4 separate regions of the Mus musculus genome follow, and regions 2, 3 and 4 are each linked to region 1. Evidence: chromatin contacts called from public Hi-C, HiChIP or PLAC-seq and promoter capture Hi-C data. All regions are on one chromosome and are shown on one strand. The core of a region is the stretch at or near the end of the contact, and the rest is flanking DNA. Distances in the headings are between cores, read along the strand shown.

The links. Hi-C and Micro-C count contacts between places; a contact is called where the count stands out from the background. HiChIP or PLAC-seq counts read pairs in DNA pulled down with a chosen protein or histone mark. Capture Hi-C pulls out chosen DNA fragments and counts their contacts.
Region 2: a contact with region 1 is called in a promoter capture Hi-C map of adipose tissue. The contact joins two enhancer-like sites. A contact is called at or near these places in 1 of 39 promoter capture datasets (pre-B cells), 2 of 15 datasets of contacts at CTCF or cohesin (CD8 T cells and the NIH/3T3 cell line), 31 of 484 Hi-C or Micro-C datasets (B cells, the CH12 cell line, the HL-1 cell line and 22 more), 22 of 115 datasets of contacts at active chromatin or transcription factors (the 230-238 cell line, CD8 T cells, DN3 thymocytes and 18 more) and 3 of 9 other capture datasets (adipose tissue, liver and pancreatic islet).
Region 3: a contact with region 1 is called in an H3K4me3 HiChIP or PLAC-seq map of forebrain, with 7 times the contacts expected there. The contact joins two enhancer-like sites. A contact is called at or near these places in 10 of 39 promoter capture datasets (the 3T3-L1 cell line, 3T3-L1-derived adipocytes, the HPC-7 cell line and 6 more), 1 of 15 datasets of contacts at CTCF or cohesin (large pre-B cells), 17 of 484 Hi-C or Micro-C datasets (the C10 cell line, the HPC-7 cell line, Th2 cells and 13 more), 7 of 115 datasets of contacts at active chromatin or transcription factors (T-cell acute lymphoblastic leukemia, embryonic basal ganglia, embryonic limb bud and 4 more) and 5 of 9 other capture datasets (adipose tissue, embryonic stem cells, liver and 2 more).
Region 4: a Hi-C map of cerebral cortex shows a contact between it and region 1, with 2.3 times the contacts expected there. The contact joins two enhancer-like sites. A contact is called at or near these places in 2 of 15 datasets of contacts at CTCF or cohesin (large pre-B cells and pro-B cells), 10 of 484 Hi-C or Micro-C datasets (the C10 cell line, the C2C12 cell line, cerebellum and 6 more), 5 of 115 datasets of contacts at active chromatin or transcription factors (the 230-238 cell line, embryonic basal ganglia, embryonic stem cells and 2 more) and 3 of 9 other capture datasets (adipose tissue, embryonic stem cells and liver).

Annotation. Positions count from the first base shown.
Region 1 is chr7:75,140,576-75,144,216 of GRCm38.p6, forward strand. It overlaps Sv2b (synaptic vesicle glycoprotein 2 b), which reads right to left. Exons shown (of 13, transcript NM_153579.4): 7 at 404-514. Among named protein-coding and RNA genes, the nearest start is that of 4930533N22Rik, 110 kb to the left of the region's middle. Within about 2 kb of position 1,811, at least 74 of the 459 cell types and tissues checked have an H3K27ac peak or open chromatin away from gene starts, as enhancers often do. A contact at or near this core is called in DN3 thymocytes, adipose tissue, cerebellum and 4 more, where this site is marked.
Region 2 is chr7:75,383,081-75,386,721 of GRCm38.p6, forward strand. No RefSeq gene overlaps it. Among named protein-coding and RNA genes, the nearest start is that of Gm46017, 53 kb to the right of the region's middle. Within about 2 kb of position 1,686, at least 93 of the 459 cell types and tissues checked have an H3K27ac peak or open chromatin away from gene starts, as enhancers often do. A contact at or near this core is called in DN3 thymocytes, adipose tissue and muscle stem cells, where this site is marked.
Region 3 is chr7:75,327,901-75,331,541 of GRCm38.p6, forward strand. 1500012K07Rik (RIKEN cDNA 1500012K07 gene) reads left to right here. Exons shown (of 3, transcript NR_045814.1): 3 at 1,505-3,519. Among named protein-coding and RNA genes, the nearest start is that of Sv2b, 20 kb to the left of the region's middle. Within about 2 kb of position 1,936, at least 34 of the 459 cell types and tissues checked have an H3K27ac peak or open chromatin away from gene starts, as enhancers often do. A contact at or near this core is called in embryonic basal ganglia and forebrain, where this site is marked.
Region 4 is chr7:75,280,756-75,284,396 of GRCm38.p6, forward strand. All of the region lies in intron 1 of Sv2b (synaptic vesicle glycoprotein 2 b), which reads right to left. Among named protein-coding and RNA genes, the nearest start is that of 1500012K07Rik, 26 kb to the right of the region's middle. Within about 2 kb of position 1,691, at least 13 of the 459 cell types and tissues checked have an H3K27ac peak or open chromatin away from gene starts, as enhancers often do. A contact at or near this core is called in cerebellum and cerebral cortex, where this site is marked.

The DNA of each region.
Region 1 (3,641 bases), core at 561-3,060:
TTGAAACACTCCTGCAGAAATGGAATCAGTGTGTTCCTTCCCAAAGTCACTTAAAACCCTGGAGTCATTTATATTTATCCTATCTTCCTTGCTATGAATTACTTAAAGAGAAGTTGCTGAAGAGAAAGGTGTGGAGAGAAGGGTGCTTACTTAGACTATCAAACCCCTGGTGCTAAGAAAGAGCAGCAGGAGAAGACACTATGGTTTAAAACACTCTCGTCTCTAGATACAGGGCAAGCTTGGAGGGGGCCTTGCCTAGAGCAGACACCTTCCTGGGGGTTGCTCCCTCTCCATCATGCCACATTAGTTTAAGGATGCTGTGTGGTCTTTATTCTTCACCCACTGAAATAATAGACTCCTGTGGAAACAGCCTTTGCTGCAAAAGTGTGCTCACAGATCATACCTGTTTGAAAATGGTCATGAACCTGACCAGCCAGCGCTGGTACCAAGTTCCGGTTGAGCTCTGTATCTCAATGAATTCATCCATTTGCTTGGGAGTTTTGATGTGGGAAACCTGGAAAACAAGGACGGATGTGATTATCTCAGCACTATTTATCTTCAACTTTTTTTTCTTCTAAATGTTTAATGTATTTGGCTCTATTGAATTATCTAGAATTTTAAAAGTGTTTAACAGTCCTCTGATTTTTATGATTTTTTTTAAATGAAGATTTGCATGGCATCTCTCGGTGAACTTTCCCATGTGGATATGTCTGACTGCAAGCAAAATGAACTATAGTTCATTTTGAACTATAGTCTTTTCAGGAAATCAAGCCATTGAGAAATATGTGTTACCAGGTTTATAATATGTTGACTGACAAAAGCTGCTACTGCATTAAAATCCACACTTCTATTAGCTAGTGAGTATGAACATCAGGACAGTTTGGAATACAGGAAAGCCACAACTCGGAGGAGGGACATTGCTACTTGAGATGTTTTAAAAACACAACAGAATGAGAGAAAACATGGCTTCCTGGACATCCCAATTTTCTTGCTATAAATGAGAGTTCTGACGACAGATAAAGTGAAATAGGTCTGTGTTCTCAAACTATAAAAGCCTGGAAAGTCTAATGTAAATAACCCTCACTCACTATAACAGCAACTTTCACGTCAATGTGGTTTTTAAACTAATCATTGAATTGTAGGAGTGCAAATTCCTCTAGTTGAGTTAGCCAGGTCCACAAAGCAGACACTCTCCCCAAATTCACAGGACCAGAAGAAGAGCATTGTTCTATTCTATTGTTCATCTAACGAAGTGTTTGAATTAGGATAAAATAGAGCCAAGTTCTCCATGTCTTTCTTTCAGCCAATAAACTGTGAATGTGAAGATGCCAAGGAGAAACCCGGATGGGGCTAGATAATCTTCAGGATGGCCAGGTGCCTGACAGTCACATCTGTAATCCGATCCTGCTGCCAGCTGCAGCTGCAGCTGCAGCTGCGCAGTCTGTGAAAATAGTCTTTCCTCTGGGCGTCAGCTACTGCCACCGGAGGCCAAATGGAAAGGATGATGGCAGATTTGAAAGCCCCTTATAAAGCACGCTCCAAATCACCAAAGCAGCCGCTGTGGTGTAAACTTTCTTTGCTTTGCTCCTTGGGGGAAATAACGCTCTGTTCCTGGGCTTTGGGGAGTGGGCGTGTTGATTTCCAGCACAACTGCTCGAATTTACAATTAATTAGAACACTTTCTTGGGTGCCACGGAGAAGAGCATATGGCCCGTGTTCCTGTTTACCCTGCCGAAGTTCTTGTAGAATGCTCCAAGTCCCAGACCCTCCAGGGTTTCTCTGCAGGGAAAGCTTGTAGCTGTGGCTGTCCAGGCGCGTGGGAGGAGCATTTCAGAGCTTCAAAAGCCTGCAGCTCCTGAGTCAAGCTAGAGGTGAGCACTGGGATGAACAGCTTCAGGGCTGACCTCTATGGCTGAGCAAGCACATTTAGGAGTGCTTTACTTAAGGGGACACACAAGAACCAGCTTGTGGCTCTGCCCAGGTGGACTGAGTAGAGTATGCAAGCCCCTGCTGACCTCCGATGTCAGCCCAGCTCTCTGAGGTCGGTCAACTTTCAGTTCCTCCATCCTGGTGTTTTTACTTCCTTCCCTTCCCTTCCCTTTCTTTCCACCTTATCCTTCGCTTCCCCTTTCTCTTTCTTCCTTCCACTTTCCCCTCTCCTGCACTTTCTCCCTCTCTACCTTCCTCCTTCACTTCCTTTCTCCCCATTCTCTTCTTCCTTCCCTCTCTCTTTCCTACCTCTTCTTCCCCTGCCTCCCCCTTCCCTGCTCCCCTTTCCCCTAATTCCTGGACTACCCCGTTTTCCACTTCAGCATAGCTCATGATCAACAAGTCAGTTTGGAACATCGAACCTATAACCTTTTAGTTCCTCTTTCCTATTAGGTTAAAAAAGAAGAAGAAGAAGAAGAAGAAGGGGGAAAGTCACTCAAAGCAGATGTGACACCCTAAGATCTAGGGAGTGGCATACACAATAGGGTAAGAAAATCCCAGAGTCTGAGAGGCCCCTTGCACTCTGATCTCCATGGGCTTCCTTCCCAGTGTGCTCCCATCCCTAACATGAAGGTCCTGAAGTAAACAGCTTAGCTTTTGCCTTTAGAAGTTGGGGTGCTTGTTGGTTGTATCACCTCAAACTTCCTTAAAGAATATGAACTAGCTGACTGCCAGAGCTCACCCTGAGGAAGCTTTCCCCTGAATACCCAACAGTGGAATCCCAGCCACCTCTGGGTAGGAGCTGCAGACCAGCAAACCACTTTCTGTTCAGATAAAAGCCTAATTGTAATGTGCTGGATCTTATCTCTTTGCACTTGGCCAAGTGAGAATGTGGGATCACTTTTCTACCAAGGACAGCCAGTCTCAGAAGCCGAGCCAGGTTTCCAGAAGTATTCCTTAAAGAAGTCACAGCCCAGTTGCTCTGGGAGTAGCGTATGTGTGAAAGGTGACCAAGCGTAAGCTGAGAACCCAGTGAGTGTATTCCCAAGAAATCAAGGCTGCATGCAGGCATGCACATGTGCACATGCACATGTTTTGTCACATTCTGACATGGTGTGGAGAAGGACATCCGTGCACAAAAAGAGGTTTCGAAAGAGGGAAAGGTCTGGAAGGGAGAAAGGGCCAAGCTATGCACTCTGAAATCATTTCCATTATCATCAGCTTTTCAGTAACTCCACCAAGTTCACAAATGCTTGCTGCAAGTGGTGGGTGGGTGTCTTGATTTGTGTTCTATGCCAGACTGATATGGTTCAAAAGCCATTGCACCTGAGGCTGGAGGAAGAGAGATGGGACACACCTCCCAGGAGGAACCCAGAGCTCGAACTTGCCCAGGCTGTGGAACAAGGAAGGAGAGGGCTGCAGGGATGATGGCAGTGGGCAGGGAGTCTGCTCTAATGCCTGGCTTCTGCAACTGTAGCCTTCCTGTGCATCACGGTCCATCAGTGTGTGTGTGTGTGTGTGTGTGTGTGTGTGAGAGAGAGAGAGAGAGAGAGAGAGAGAGAGAGAGAGAGAGAGGGAGAGAGAGAGAGAGAGAGAGGGGGAGGGAGGGAGAGAGGGAGGGAGAGAGAAGAGAGAGAGTGTGTGTGAGAGAGTGTATATGTGTGTGTGAGTGTGTGTGAGAGTATGTGTGTGTGTGTGTGTGAGAGAGAGGG
Region 2 (3,641 bases), core at 436-2,935, 240 kb after region 1:
CGTGCATTATTTCTCTAATGGTGCAATAAAAATTACCAATTTCCTAGATTAGAACAACCACACAAATCCAGGTAGTGGTGGCAAGCATCCTTTAATCCCAGCACTTGGGAGACAGAGGTAGGTAGATCTCAAGGCCAGCCTGGTCTACAGAGTGAGTTCCAAGACAGCCAGGACAACACAGAGAAACCCTGTCTCCAAAGAACAAAATATAAAGACAAATAAAACCCACACACATTTATTATCTCATCGTTTGGGGAGGGGGATCAGAAATTCAGGCACCACGTAGTTGGGGGCTTCTGATTCACAGCTTCCAACAAGACAGAAATCAAAGTGACAGCTAAGACTATCACCAACTCAAAGTCCAACTTGGACAGGGTGAATGCCCTTCTAAACTCATCACCACAGTTGCTGACAGGATTCAGGACCTAAATGCTGATGGGTTGAAGGCCACAGGGCTTCCCTATATGTTGACCAGAAGCCATCATGATTCCTTGCCAACAAGCCTTTTTCATCATGGCGCTACTGTCATCAGAGCACACCAAAATGCACAGGCAAGAGTAAAAGTAAGACTGTGGTGACAAGAGGATATTCAACAAGATAGAAATCACAACCTTTGTGGCTCAGCGGTTAAGAACATTGACTGCTCTTCCAGAGGTCCTAAGTTCAATTCCCAGCAACCACATGGTGGCTCACAACCATCTGTAATGGGATCTGATGCCCTCTTCTGGTGTGTCTGAAGACAGTGACAGTGTACTCACACATATAAAAAGTAAATAAATCTCAAGGGGAAAAAAAGATATCACAGCCTTTTATGACCTAAACACTGAACGAATATCCCATTACTATTGTCCCATACTTTTCATGAGAAGTAGATCATGGGGCTGGAGATGGCTCAGCCGTTAAAGGCTAGGCTCACAACCAAAAATATAAGAGAAGTAGATCATGGAGTTCTAACTCAGAGACAAAGGAAGGAGATTACACAAAGGATTCAGTACCAGGAGTTGGGGTGCACTAGAAACTCTCAGAAGCCTGCCTATCTTATTGGGCTTCACTCTCCAGTCCAAAAGTTCTCCTAACAGTTTCTTCCAGGAGACCGACCAGGACCTCAAGCAAACTGAACTCCAAATGACGTCTTCTGTTCCCCCTGCTTCCATTGTGACAGCCTAGACATACTCGTTCCCCCTTTCTCTTTGCAGCACAATCCAATTCAGAGAGGGAAAGTGGCAAAGAGAAGGAAAGGCAAGCTTGTACAGAGCTAAAGGCTGAAAGGATGTTCTGGTTTCCAAACAAAAATGTGTCCCCTGGTTTAAAAATAAAAAAGTCCTCACTGTGCTTGTCTGGTAAACTTGACCCTGGGCCCCCACAGCACACTATTCCTGTTCATATTCACTGAGGCCACGCTGTCTTCCTGAAAGAGTTATCCTGGACTTAGCTGGAGCTCAGCTCCACAGAGGGACTTAAAAGGAAACAACAGCTCTTGGTCCAGAGCAATAAAAAGACAAATGAGTCACAACGGTCTGGATTCTCCGCCAGCATAAGCATCTCCACCAGCATAAGCAGTTCCGTGAATCGCCTCCATAAAAACCCTGCCCTTCCATCTCGAGCTGTGTTCCAAGTGCCAAAGCCCTCCATTCAAGAGTTTTATAACTCAGCCCTGTGCTCAGAAATGTCACTGCACATAAGAGGGCCTTTGATCTCGGGCCATACCCAAGCCCAGAGTCTGCAGTGAAGCGTGGTTTGATAACTATCTAAAGAGAAAAGCGCTTTGGCTTTCTCTCATCTATTTCTACTCTACTTTAAATAAGCTGCTTAGCTTTGGGCATCTGCCCTCTGCCCTTTGAGCTTCATCTAAGCCGGAGGTAAAACAGGCCTATGGTTATGTGCTCTGAGAGCTTTTAAAATAACAATGGTGGCACATTGTCATAAAAGGCTTACTGTGTGCCAGGCACTGTCCTCAGTTTGGGCAGGCTGTGGGCTGTAGGAGGCTTGCACAGATGAGGAAATGGAAGCACAGAGAAGCTCAGAATGGCTGACAGAGTCACACAGCCAGTAAAGGGTGGAGTCAGGATTATGAAAAAGCAAGAATGCAGCTCCAAAGTAGATCTTGCCTCTCCACAATGAGAAGGAATAATACTCCGTATATACCCAGAACGAAGTCACAAGAGTGTCGCTTGTTTGTTTTTACAAACAGGGTTGCTCTGTGTAGCTCTGGCTGGCTTGGAACTCACTCTGTAGACCAGGTTGGCTTCCAGCTCACAAACATCCACCTGCCTCTGCCTCCTGAGTGCTGAGATTAAAGGTGTGGGCCACTACTGCCCGCCATAGGAGTGTCTTTAATAAGAGAGAAACTTTGGAACAAACTCCTAGACCTAAAAACACATTCTTTTTCCAAGTATTGTACTAGAAATGTCTTCAGTAAGGAAAGTGACTGTGTCAACTTTATGAAAACTTTACCTGAGTTTTCAATAAGTCCAGTTGAGGGCTCCAAGTCTGATTAAAGTATACTCCAAAATCTAACATGAGTAAATCTATTGGAGGTAGATCTCTCTGGCTAAGCTGTCCATGCTAAAGCACTTGCCTAACATGGACAAAGCCTGGGATTGATCCCTAGCACCAAAAAACAGAGAGACATGAGGACTTTATTGTTGGAAACACATCTGCCATCTCTACATTCAGAAGGCTGAGTGAGGCCAAGACCAGCCTGGGCTACATAGTGAGTTTGAGGCCAGCCTGGGCTACAGAACAAGAACTTGCCTCAAAATACTAGTAGCAATAATAACAACAATAATAATTTTTTTTAAAAAACACTTCCTGGTTTAAATAAGAAACCTGGACTTCTTAAAGCACATTTTCATCAGTATTGAAATATACAAAATGCATATAGGTCAGAAAATAATGACTGATGTCATAAATAAGATGTATAACCTATCCTTTCAAACATTATGGTATTTGAAAAGTAAACTTCCCAATGCACACACATGAGGATCTGACTTGGAATATCTAAGACTCAGAGAAGCCAGGGGAAGCAGTACATGCCTATAACCCCAGCACTGGCAGCAACGGAGAGTTCCTAGAGGCTTATTGCCGCTAATCTAGCTGACATGTTAAACTCTGGGATCATTGAGAGACCTTTTTTCAAAATACAAGATGACAGGGCTAAAGAGATGGATCAGCAAATAAGAAAAACTCATGCTCTTCCAAAGACCCTGACTTTAGTTCCCAGGACCCATGTCGGACAGTTCACAACCATGATCTAAGATCTTCTAGCTTCCAGCACACACACACACACACACACACATGCATAAAAATAAATACTTGTTAAAGGGTGAAAAGCAATAGAGGAAGGCATCTGATATTGACTTCTGGCCTCTACTTGCTCACATAGGGCCTGCAAACCTGCAAAGATACCTAAACACAACATATATACCATATATACCATCCATACAACAGATCAGTGATTTCAGGTTGATCCCAGAGAGCTAATTTTACCACATGCGTCTGTGATGCCAGCAACTGAGATGTGGAAAAAGGAGAGTCGAGAGTACAAGGTCACATCCACCTACATAGGGAGTTCATGGCCAGCCTGTGGTACCCAAGAACTTCTCTCAAGAAATTGCAAACAAATGTGATTTTTTATTAGA
Region 3 (3,641 bases), core at 686-3,185, 190 kb after region 1:
AAGTCAGAGACACCCCCACTTCCACTGTTAGAAGTCTCACAAAAACTCCAAGCTGTACAACCACAGCATATATGCAGAGGGCCTCGTGCACACCAAAGCATGCTCCTTTGGTCTCTGTGAGTCCCTCCACCCCAATATTTTAGCTCAATTGTCATCATGTAAGGAAACCGCCCTAGCTGGATAAAGTGATTCCCCTCTAGCCTTCCAAATATTTAATCATAAGTATACCATGTGTACAGGTTACACCATAGCACTTATCAGCTTTTACTGTGGATATAAATTGGTTGCCCAGGTTTTTAGATAGGCTTATGCTCCTTCAGCCAAAAGCTATCTCTGTCCTATTTTAGCTTTCTATCTTTGTAACCTCAACACAGATGATGATGGTGTGTGTGTGTGTGTGTGTGTGTGTGTGTGTGTGTGTGTTACTGAACTAAAAATATTTGATGTCACCTTAAAGGCTCAGCTTACATCAAGCCACCTTGCAGAAATCATCCCCCACCATGTATGTGGAGGCCAAAGGGCAGCTGTGGGAGTTGGTTCTCTCCTTCCACTATGTGTGTCCCAGGGATCAAATTCAGGTCATCTGGAGGCAAGCATCTTTACCTGCTGAGCCAACTCACTGTCCCATAATATTTACTTAAGTGGAAGAAAATTTTACTTAAATCTTTTACACCTTCCAGTTTTATTAGAATAGGTATGTGTTCCTTCTAGTCACGCAGAAATACAAAATGCATTGAAATTTACCAGTTCTCTCAAACATGAATGAGGAGGAAAACTCAGAGTGACCATGTAGAGGAAAATTCAGAGTGACTCGTACTTCCAAGTCAGGAAATGTTGGAGGAATGACACACTTCTGCTCTCTGGCACAAACTAAATTTGTTCTGCTGTAACAATCTGCAGCAAAGGGACTGTGACTCTTCCTGGCTGGTGTCTTTCTTGGGTTGCTCTCCCAATCCCCTGGCCACTATAACCCAGAGCTTAATAATAAATGTAACTTGGTGATGCTGTCATGCATAATTCAACACTTATTGACTTGCAAGGGACCAGCATTCTCCAAGTGTTTGCAACAAAGCCATTAGTCTTCTATGCTTTTCATATGTGAAGACAACTCAGAACCAACTTGCCATCAGAAACGCAAGAGGACGAAGGCTACTAACAGCTGAGGAATCTACTTAGAAACAGCCAAGCTCAAAGCAGGAGCTTATTTTATATACTCCAGGCACCACACATTCACAGACAGGGAGTGAGAAACCAAGATGTGTATCTAGCCAGGAATCACGTTTCCATGGAGATCTCATAACTCCTGCACCTGCCTTTCTTCTCTTAGCCAGGGTGTTGTGTCCATTTGGTCTCTGCAGGCTTTGCCCATCTGCAATGCAGCTGGGGCCTCAGCTGCTTAAAGACTGCTAATAAGCCTAGAAAATTAACCCAAAAGCCAGACAATAATGTTTACAGTAATTATCTTGTGATTGATTGTCATATATTGTTTTTTTTTTTAATTTAGAGACAAAAAGACTCGGGACCATTTCTCATTGGCAGTAGCAGCAAAACACTGGAAATCACTTTAATGTTCAACATGAGGGGAGTTTTGAAGTCAATAGTGGCGTATAGCTGCATGTGACGAGACACTTTAAAGTGTGAAATCACTTTCTGGAAGATGATTTAATGGAGAGGAGAATGTATATGAGAAAACACAGCCTCCGACCTGAGTCTACAGAGTAACTCCAATATGCAGATGAAGATGAGAGTTTCATGCTTCAAGGAACTGATTTTATACAATTCCTCCAAAGTCTGGAGCATAGGATTTCAATGTAGCCTCTCTACTGCCCTTCCAGGGGTCAGATAGGCTTGCAAATGTTTGAAGAGTAACACTGACCACACAAAGTCATCCAGACAGACTAGCAGAGTCTCAGAGAACAGATGGCCAATGAGAGAATTGGTCCATGTGCCAAAGACCCGCTGGCTGATCTCTGTGGGTGTTTCCACGGCATGGGAGGAAGGGAACTATTGGCTTTATTCTGTGGCACTAGAAATTCAAACACACACAGAAGGCCAGTGGTCTCTGGGTTCATCCTGACCCAGTTCCATCCTCGTAGCTGGCAGATGATGCTCACTGGAGTAAGGCCCAGGCAGCAGCTTTGCTCAGTCTTCCTTGCTAAGCCCTGTGATTCTGCCCACAGTCACTAGCCTATTCCTTTGTACAGGTTCTATGTACACCCTAGCTGAAATATCTTTTTTTTTTTTTTTTGGAGGATGGAGAGATGATTCACCGCTTAAGATCACTTGTTGCTCTTGCAACCCACAAGATGGCTCACAACCATCTGTAACTCCAGGTGCAGAAGATTTAATGCCCTCTTCTGATCTCCATGTGCACTAGGCACATACAAGATACATAGACATACATGCAGACAAAACACTCATACATATAAAATAAGTAAATATAAAAACAATTTTATTTCAAAGAATTGTTATTATTATTATTATAAAGGATCTCATTACTGTGTAGTCCTAATTGGCCTGAAACTCTGTATATACACCAGGCTGGCTTCAAACTCAGATCTACCTGCTCCTGCCTCCCAAGTGCCAGGATGGGATTAAAGCATGCGCTACCAGGCCTGGCTTATTTTTATCCTTTGTCATTTATGTGCTATGTTTGTGCCCTGTGTGGGTTTGTGCACATTGAGTGATGATGCCCATGGAATCAAGAAGAGAGTATTGAATCCCCTAGTGATGGAGTTATAGGCAGTTATAAGTCATCTCATGTGGGTGCTAGGGACTGAACTCATATCTTCTGAATGCAATATGTATTCTTTTTAATTGTTTTGCTTTGGTTTTTGTTTTGTTTTGTTGAAACAGGGTCTCTCTTATGTAGACCTGGCTGTCCTGGAACTTGATATATAGATCAGGCTGGGCTTGAACTCAGAGATCCTCCTGCCTCTGCTTCTCAAGTGCTGGGATTATAGGTGTGCACCACCACACCTGGCAATATGTACTCTTAGCCACTAATCCAATTCTCCAGTCCCATCTGGAGCTTCTTCATCTTCTCTGGCAGGGGAACGCTTCCATCCTTTTTTCTTCTTCATCATCTTGTTTAACGCACATAAGCGTATGCACTGGACACTTTGAGGTGAGGGTTTTCAAACTATTCATATCCAAAGCTTGAGAACACATCTCTGTTAGGTTTCAAAGAACAGTGTTGAGCATTTGAAAAGCAATAGAATGGAAATTTGGTAAGGAATGACATGGACTGAGGGCCAGGGAATACAATGGGAAAAGTACCATAACAATGGTAATCAGACTTGCCTCCTGCCACATAAATATTTGTGCATGGTAAATATCAGAAAGAGAGACACTCCATTAACAATCATTACAACTTTTATTTCAGTATGGAGGGATGGAAGATTCTTTAGACATACTTTTTCAAGTTTTCTGCAATAAGCATATTCTGCCATAGAGATGCAGTCTACATCAGTATCTGTTTCCAATGACAGTGTGTAACATGAAAATAAAATCACATATAAACAAAACTGAATGTCTCTTTTTTGTCCACCAAATACAATACTCAAGCAAGCCCTGATCAACCCAATTAGCAATACCTGTGGCTCTGAAATATATTGCTGCTTTAAGTAAGCTCTAGATAA
Region 4 (3,641 bases), core at 441-2,940, 140 kb after region 1:
GGCTTGTTTCCTGCCAATGTCTGCTTCTTGATTGTGAGGCTCCTATAGCCATGGAACCACTTCCAGGGGCCATACCTTCCTGAGCATAATGTACTCTTGAGTCCTAAGCCACTATTCTGCCTTCCCCACCATCACGGGCTGTTTCCCCTGAACTATGAGGCAGAATACAGACTCCCTTCTTTCCTTAAGCTGTCTCTCAGCGCTCCCCTGGGTCTCCTCTTCTGCGTGCTTCTTTCGGCCTTTGTCCTCCATTGTTCTGTGCATGACACTTCTCTTCTCTGCTTCTGCTGTCTCTCTGGATGATTTCAGCCAGACCTTCAGCTCTAGCCATGCCTATGGCTTGCACCTTGATCACACTTGTGGATTTACAGCAGGCGTCATTCAGGTGCCCACTGGGCCCATGAAATCCCAATGTGCAATTCCTTACCCATCCTCCCTGCTGTGCTTGCCTGGGATCTTCAGCTGGCTCGGTCCTGTTGCTTTCTTCAACCTCTTGCCCATGCTTGCCAACTTCTAACCCTTCCATGGCACTAGCATTAGTCATGGTTGACCCTCCTTCTTCCCATACTGCTACTCAGCTTTGGACCACAGCCAGGCTTATCTACACTGTGGCGGATGCTGCCCACATGGTCCAGGTCTGCAGCACCTTTCCTTCCAACCTATCCACCCTGCCCTCACCATAGGCATCCCCTTAAAGTTAAGTTGTTAGTTTGAGCTCCCTTTGCCGAACCCATCAAGCACTAAGACAGAAGAAAGAAAGAAAGAAAGAAAGAAAGAAAGAAAGAAAGAAAGAAAGAAAGAAAGAAAGAAAGAAAGAAAGAAAGAAAAGAAAAGCTCTTTACCACCCCGACTCAACCCTCTCTAAGCTCCCACTTGTCCCTCTATTTCATAGGTAAGGAAGCAGAGGCTGAGGAAGGACACTCCTATGCTACAGTGACAAGGCTAACTGACTCCAGGATGTGGACCCCAAACCGTGAAGTCTTACTACTTCCGTCCATAGACCACATGGGACCAAGTCAATAGCTTCCAAAATATCCTTTAGTAGCTTTACACCCTTACCAACTTCCTCATGCTGTCCTCTGTCCCCGGGAGCATGATGGGTCTGTGCTGGCCCATCATGCTCTACCTCTAGGTCTCCATTGCCTCTACTTTACTGCTGTCCATCTTTGCAGCCACGCCCATGCAATCAGGCCAAGCCCAAGTTTGAGCTTTTCTCACCCACCTTTTTGCTGGGTCTACCACCTCCCTTGGTTCAGCCTCACAGCTCCTTCCTCCCTAGTTCCAACTCCAGACAGCTGAATTTTTTTTGTCTTTTTCAACATAGTCCAGCCCTTGGCTTGTCTCTCTGGCACATTTTTATCCCAGCCTATCTTAGGAGACAGACATCTTTGTGGATGCCCTCCATGCCATACACTGACTCCAGAGCATGCTGAACACATATTGAAATAACTTGATCCCAGGGATCTTATATATGCACATGAGGGCTGGCATAATTTTTCCCATTGGTGAGCTGCCCATTGGCAGGACAGGAAGCTTGTATACAGCAATGCAGGGTTCCCAGCTTCCAGCAGAAGCAGGCTACTGATCAGTGTGCTTTCTCAGACTTGCAGAAAGCTCACTGTTATGAGCTGTGAAGTCAATTTTAAAGGAAAGAGCAGAACAGCCTTCGAATTCTGACACATCCCCTGCTCTCGAATCCTACTTTCTCCAAGAACAGCCTCGGGGTGACTCACTGTGGAAGAAACAGACATTGTTCCTGGGAAAGGGTGGGAATCTCCATCAGACAGTTGGGTGAGGCTGGTGATGAGATTCATCCCCAGAGGGTGTAAACAATCCTAGATTTGATTTGAGCCCCCCCCCAACACACACACACACTGGGTGGGATGTTGAACCTAACATAGACAAGAATTCTCATGGGTGTGCCTTCGTTCTTCCAGCGGGGTGGGCTCATATACCTCAGGACATTTTTCTCCACAGAGCACCAAGTCCCATAATTTACCATCTTCTCCTGAGTCTCTCAGCAGTCCATAAAATGTGTCCCACTTTAATATTTATATTGAAGAAACGAAAAGCTCAGAGACCTAGTGCTGAGCCTGACAACTTTGCAGAGTCAAAACACACATCCTGGTAAGCTCTTGTGACTTTCTATGCTCTAATATACACAGGTTGTACCTGAGCTCCGCCTATGGAGACAGCATGTTAGAGCCCTGAAGAACAGCTATATCAAATGCCTCACTGCTCCCTCTCCATCTATTTCCACTCCTGTCTTCTCAGATCCTTACACATAAACCCCTCAGTGGGATGAGCCTTGGGTACTCCTTTCCAAAAAGAACAGAATCATGGGAAGGTGGAGAGCCTGCTTTCTAATCAGCTTCTGGGCTGAGCCAGCCTCAGAGGAAGTGCTGTTGGTGCGTGGGTGTGGAGAACAGGATGCTCTCTTGGCATACTCACACCAAGGGCACGACAAAACAATCTGGCTCTGGAACACTGCACAAAAGATTCTGCCAGTCTATATTCCAGACCACCCTCTCTGTTCTTTAATCAGAATATCTTAGAAATGTTTCGGTTCACCTTTCTCCCTCCTTCCCATGGCTCATCCAAATCTTTCTCTTTTAAGAAGAAGGGAATACCATGGAAAACAGGAGAGAGAAAGTTTGAGTACTTGCCACATGCCCAGCTCAGCACTGGAAGCCTGGCATTCATACAGTCCTCACATAAACTCTCCAATAGAGACAAAGTCATGATCTCATTGCTTGAAGGAAAACACCTATCTGGACAAAGCTCAGGGAGGTTAAGTGAATTGGACAAAACCACATGGCTTGACAGAACTAGCATCTGAGTCTCAGTTCTTTGAGTTCAAAGTCCATGTTATGTGCCCTGCAGTATTGAATTGAAGTACAGTTGGCAGACACTTGTCTTGATCCTGATCTCAAAGGAAGAACATTCAGTCTTTCAACACCAGCTGCACTGCATTCTCTGTGGCTTCATCACAGACTCCCTTCAATAGATTGATGAACTACTATCCTAGACGTCCATATTTTCAACATAAAACATTCTTGAATTCAGCCAACCAAATGGTTTTTTATATTGATTGAGTCGATCATGTGGGCTTCTTTATTATTCATTCTGCCCATGTGTTCTATCACTTCAATTGACTTTTCAGTATTAAGCCAATTTTTCAATTCTGGAACAAGTGCCATTTGGTCATGGTGCCTAGCATTTTTGTTTGCTTCTTATTTGGCATGCTGGCATTTGTCAAAGATCTTTGCATCTACCCAGAAGGCATCGCTGACCTCCAGGCTTTCTTTTCTGCATTGTCTTTGCTTGGTTTATAGCCACTAAGAGTTTTTTATTTATGAGGCTGATCTAATTGAGCAGTTATAGTGGGCATAATGGTAGCTTCCCAAATATATGCACATCTAAAATCCCCAAATCCATGAATATTTACCTTACATGGTAAACTTATTTTGCAGGCATGATTAAGGATGGAAAGATCATTCTAGCTCATTCAGGAGGGTGCTATGCAACCATAGGATCCTGTTAAGTAAAATAAGAGAGGTAGGAGGGTTGAAATCCAAAAGAGAATTGAAAATGTTGCACTTCTGGATTTAAAGCCTAGGAATGCAGCTGGCCTCAAGAAG